Regions from separate parts of the Danio rerio genome. Here region 2 is linked to region 1. The links are chromatin contacts, called in public Micro-C maps. All regions are on one chromosome and are shown on one strand. Each heading gives the region's core, a stretch centred on a gene start, on an enhancer-like site or on the middle of the called end of the contact. The rest is flanking DNA. Distances are from core to core; before and after follow the strand shown.

What was found. Hi-C and Micro-C count contacts between places; a contact is called where the count stands out from the background.
Region 2: a Micro-C map of caudal fin shows a contact between it and region 1, with 5 times the contacts expected there. The contact joins two enhancer-like sites. A contact is called at or near these places in 2 of 18 Hi-C or Micro-C datasets (caudal fin and embryo) and 2 of 4 datasets of contacts at active chromatin or transcription factors (caudal fin and embryo).

The regions. Positions count from the first base shown.
Region 1 is chr5:47,289,758-47,292,706 of GRCz12tu, reverse strand. All of the region lies in intron 1 of LOC141385599 (a long non-coding RNA gene), which reads right to left. Among named protein-coding and RNA genes, the nearest start is that of si:ch211-130m23.2, 36 kb to the right of the region's middle. Within about 2 kb of position 1,511, at least 39 of the 62 cell types and tissues checked have an H3K27ac peak or open chromatin away from gene starts, as enhancers often do. A contact at or near this core is called in caudal fin, where this site is marked.
Region 2 is chr5:47,448,299-47,451,247 of GRCz12tu, reverse strand. It overlaps a transcript of vcana not described here. Among named protein-coding and RNA genes, the nearest start is that of hapln1a, 18 kb to the left of the region's middle. Within about 2 kb of position 1,482, at least 4 of the 62 cell types and tissues checked have an H3K27ac peak or open chromatin away from gene starts, as enhancers often do. A contact at or near this core is called in caudal fin, where this site is marked.

The DNA.
Region 1 (2,949 bases), core at 262-2,761:
TATGTTTTAAGAGCTGTCAGAGACCCATAACCAGGGGCTTTGCAACACTGGAACGAGGATTTTTTTTAAAAATCTGTGTTCTTCTAATTCTGCTCAGGTTTGATTACAGTTTTGATTATCTCTTAAGAGATAATTACAAACCTTAAGAGAAGGATGGTGTTCAGTATAATTAAGACATCAAGCAGTTTCACATTCACCATGAAATGCATATCTATAATTTTCAAAACTGGTATTATTATTTTAGCTTATTACAGTCAGTGATTTCTGAAGAACTGATGTCATTTCAAGTTCATAGTTTTTATAAGCAACTAGAGTTTTAATTTTATCCAGTAAGTAAATAACATATTCTTATTTATTCATTTATTCATTTTCTTTTCAGCTTAGTACCTTTATTAATCTGGGGTCGCCACAGCGGAATGAACCGCCAGCTAATCCAGCATGTTTTTTGAAACGAATGCCCTTCCAGCTGCAACCCGTCACAGGGAAACAATCATAAACACTCTATTGTTACTCATTTATTTATTAATTTTTTTTTTATTCCAAGCTTTAATGAAAAACAAATGTTGACCTTAAGACAGAGGGTGAGATCAATGAAGACAGTCATGAAGATACGTATTACATGCCGTATCTGTAAACTAAGCCTTGCTGCTTAAAGCACATCCAATCTCAGGGCTGTGGTTTGTGTATGAAGACACTTTCTAAAGATATTGGGTTCAGACTGACGTCCAGGCATCATCACATTATATTTAATGATCCAGAACAACGATATCTCTAGTCATATTGAAATAAATATGTAATGACTATAGTGCTTTATCAAAGGAAAGCTAGTCATGAATAATGTTTTTTTATTATTATTATTATTTATTGATTTGTTCTCTCAAATGTTTCTGAAAATTATTAAACTGTATGGTATAACACTTGTTAATGAAAAAAATCATAAGCAGTGAAGAATATGCTTACGATGCCTCCACAGATTATTCAGATCTTCATTTGGACATGCATTATTGTTTTTCAGCTTACACCGCTTGCAAAGGCAACAAGCCATAATGGCTAACATAATTAGACTTATTTAATTTACATTTTGCAATAATGCTGATCATATCTGATCACATTTGCATTTACTATTGACAGTTAGTATACAACCTAACTGATGCTATACATTTCTGATTATGCAAACAACCAGTTTGAAGAATACCATGGTATCAAATGAATTGTACAACATATCATGGCCAAAAGCCTGATATGTTTGCAAGAAGACGTGATACCACTATGGCACACGTCCAAAAACACAGACATCGCATCACTGTGGTACTTTTGCCACTTTTTGTAAGTGCGTTTATTGTCCTGAACTTTTCATCTGCCGTCTCTACGGTGCTCTTAGGCAGTGGCAAGTGCCAACGGGCATTACAACAGCAAGCGGCCATCTGGCAGCCCAGCGAACTAGCAGCAACCCCACCAGCTGCAGTCGCAAAACGCCCTTACAAAGCAGGACATGCGAGCAGCTTCTGACGTCTGCGGCCACACTGCGCTACAAAGCGTACCAAAGCAAGAGCGGAAACCATGAGAAACTATCCTTCAAAACAGCCCGATTTAGACAGCCATGAGTTTCCCGGGCGCACACGCGAGACCGCTTCGGCTGCTTTTGCATTTGTGACTAGTTTTGACGAATATTTACCCCGCTAAAATAAATAAAGGACTCATGCAGGGGCAGTTCAATACCCCGACATGGCGGCAAGAAAAAGAGGAGAGCTTTTTACTATTTTGGAAACTAGCACTGACACAGAAACGAACGCGCTCTCCGACGGCGAGGACTGCCCGGTAAATCTCCCCGTCGACGTGAAGTGGTTCGAGATCCCTTTCCGAAAGTCCGAGTCGGACGAGGAAGAAGAAGAGGACGAGGATCTGCAGGAGAACAAGGGGGAGTCTGAGCTGGAGAGCATAGCGGCGGCGGCGGCGGCAGCGGCGGCGTCAGAGGGAGAGGAGACTGCGGACTCCGCCAGCTACATCGCGGGAGGCGGCTGCAATATCATTTTAGTCACTGGAAATGGGATCAAGCACGAGGACTACGAGGAGGACTCCTATTATGCCACTTCCAATAACTGCTCTGAAACCTCTTCTACCGACTCGGACATCGATTTTTCCGACCTAGAGGAGGAGGAACACCCTTTATTCAGCACGTATGATGTTTTGGACGACGAGTGCACTTCTCCGGATTTCTGGGGAGAGCCTGACCAGGTAATATCAATTGAGCCTTTCACCGCTGACAGTGGCCCTCAGCACTCGCTAGGGGATGATGCTGACACTTTAGACTATTTCCGGTTGCTCTTCCCAGATTCATTGTTTAAACACATGGTAGAACAAACAAACAACTACGCCCTCTACCGGCAAAGGAGAAGCGGTAGATCAGACGCCCACTGGCACCCCACTGACATTAGAGAAATGAGGGCGTACGTCGGCCTTAACATCCTCATGGGCATCAACCAGCTGCCAGATTATGGCATGTACTGGGCCAGTGACATTTTCATAGGGAATGCTGGCTTTAAGAAAACAATGACTGCCCGCCGCTTTGAAAAACTCAACCAACACCTGCATCTGTGCGACCGGGAGTCGGAGCCGTCCAAGGGGGAGCTGGGCTATGATGGACTTTACAAAATACGCCCTCTGCTGGATATGGTTGGGAATACCATGTGGGACGCCTACCTGCCTAATCGCTGTTTGACCATCGATGAGTGCTCTGTCGCCTCAAAGGGGCGCTTTTCACCAACGCAGTACATGCCGTCGAAGCCTTTTCGGAAGGGGCTGAAGGTGTGGATGATGTGTGATTCTCGCTCGGGCTACTGCCACCGCACTCGTATTTATGTGGGCAAGCCGAGTGATGATCTGGCAACTGCTGCGTTGGGTCATAAGGTGGTGTCGTCTCTGGTCAGGGGCCTCGAGGGCAGACATCAT
Region 2 (2,949 bases), core at 233-2,732, 160 kb before region 1:
TTTTTGGCTCAGTCCCTTTATTAAACTGGGGTCACCACAGCAAAATGAACCGATAATTTATCCAGCATATGTTTTACGCAGCAGATGCCTTTCCAGCTGCAACCCATCTTTGGGAAACATCCACACACTCTCATTCACTACAGACAATTTAGCCTACCCAATTCACCTGTCCCGCATGCCTTTGGACTGTGGGGGAAACCAAAGCACCCGGAGGAAACGCAGAGAGAACATGCAAACTCCCGAGGCTCAAACCAGCAACCTTCTTGGAGTGAGGTGACAGCACTACCTGCTGTGCCACAGTGCCGCTGTATTATTGTTATTATTATTACTATTATTATTATTTTAGCTTTCTTCACAATACCTTTTATTTTGCACAGGATTGTGACAACTGAACTATGAGCAAATGATGACATCATTTTTGTCTTTGGGGCTGAACAATTACCTTAAAAATGACCTCATGTTATGACTTTCAAGAATAGCTATGTTAATGATTTGCTATGACCCAAAACATAAATCATAAATACTTAATAACAAATAAAGTAAAAGAAATTTATTTCAAACCTATTTCCAAATATTATGCCAGTGATTATTTTCTTGCAAGCAGGTTTAATTGTGAAATTGATACAGTGCATGCTGTAGTTTTGGTCTACATACAGAAACATATTACTTTTTTTTTTTTTTTTTTTTTTTTTGTAGTTGCCCATTTGTAGATACTTTTTGGTTTGACTTCTGCTCTTTTATTAGAATCAACTTTATGCCAAGTTTTCTATGTTTTTTACAAAATTTTATTTGGTACTTTTTGACCAATTTATTACTTTTGTTGGCAAAATTCAGCAAACACAAAAGCAAGTACAGTGATTGCAAGCCATTATTTATTATTTTGAAATCAGGGTTTAAGCTGTAATCTATAGTCAGACAAATAAGAAAGCTGTTAATTGTATTAATGCATGCAAACATTTACATGTTTTTGTCTTTTTCCTTGATTGATATTATCCCCTGGGTTTTTAAAATTGTTGTACAGGCAAACATTTACACTGACTAGCTAACCAAGTACATTTAACCAATATATTTTAGCATTGTACATTTTAATTACTAGGCTAAATAAAAAAATACTAAATATGTGTATCTGTCTCTACAGCAAATGTCTATTTTCACAGATATGCAAATCGCAACACATCCGAGGTTACTGTCACAGGACCACATAAGTTATTTTGACCAATGAAACCATAAAAACAGCAGAGAACAAACCTCAAAGACTCCCTCGCGGTTTGATTCTGTCTCTTAGCTTTTCTGTTACAAAGAAAACATGTTTTCTGGCATTTTGCGGGATAATTTACGCCCTATTTTTTCTCTCATTTGGCACGGTATCACGGTTTCGTTAAAATTCAGCTTCTATTCAAGTAGTTTTAACCAGCGTTTAAATATCCCCGTTAGTGAACTCAACTGACACCATCTGGTGGTCAACAAGTGACACTGCTGATGAACAACACCAGGCTATGCTAAAAAAAAAAAAATCAATAAAACGTGGTCTTCACTCGTCCCAGTGTATTGTATAACATAACGATGTAGTTTGACTTTATATATGAAATTTGTCCTCTTAAAAAAAATAACGTCATAAATAACATATATTAGGCAAAGTTTATATTAACCATGACAATTCTGGAAATAGACACCCAAACAAATGTATATTATGTCATGATTTACTCATACTTCACTTGTTCAAGGCATTTTGAAGAAAGATGGAAGCCTGTAACCACTGACTTCCATAGTATTTTTCCCTACTATGGATGTCAATATACAGTTTTTTTTTCAAAATATCTTTGCTTGTATACAACAGAATACTCATAAAGGTTCATAAAAACTTGAGGGTGATTAAATAGGAAGCACATTTTCATTTTGGGTGAACTATATCTTTAAGCTAAACATATCAGAACAAAGGCGACACGGTGACTCAGTGGTTATCATTGTTGCCTCATAGCAAAAAGGTTGCTGGTTTGAGTTCCGGCTGGGCCAGTTGACATTTTTGTGTGGAGTTTGCATGTTCTCCCTGTGTTCACATTGTTGTCCAAAGACATGCGCTATAGGTAAATTGAATGAACTAAATTGGGCGTAATGTACTGTATGTGTTTAAATAAGTGTATGGATGTTTCCCAGTACTGGGTGGTAGCTGGAAGGGCATCCGCTGTGTGAAACATAAGCTAAATAAGTTGATGGTTCATTCCGCTGTGGCAACCCCTGATGAATAAAAAGCAGAAGGAAAATGAATGCATGAATATCAGAACAAAAAAAAACACCAAGAATTCAGGTAGAATATAATAAACTTTGTTTACATAAAAGGCATAAAACATTCCAGACAATCTTTTGACAAGTAATATAAATATAAAAAAGATATGTGCATTTTCAAAACAAACAAAAAGTAAACACAAAAGAAAAGATCTCAAAGAAAAACAAATGCTTGGGAATAAACAAATGGATGACCAACAACACACTGCTGTCAAAGCTGTTATGAATCCTTTTTTTTGGTCCATTGATACACCCCAAATGTCATAATGCATTTAAATTCTGTGAGTTGCAAATATTAGTCACATTAATGCCAGCTATTGACCATGTCATTTAATCTATTGAATTCTGTCAATGCGCAATTTGGCCAAGTTAAATCATCGGTATGTTATATTTTACTACAACATTAAGAAAACAAGGAGCAGCTCAAGAAATAAATTATAGGCATCTTGTTACAAAGACATTCGTTCAAGTCTTTTCAGCATCTCACGAAGTACATTCTCTTTAAAGATATTTTAAATTGTCAAAAAGAAATGACGTAGAGTACATACAGTAAGTTTCTTGGTTTACAGATGTAAAGGAATTAATGCATGTGAAATAGAATTTGCACTGTAAACATTTGAAAGAGACATCAAAATGAGGAATATAAATAATCTAAAATCTACATGG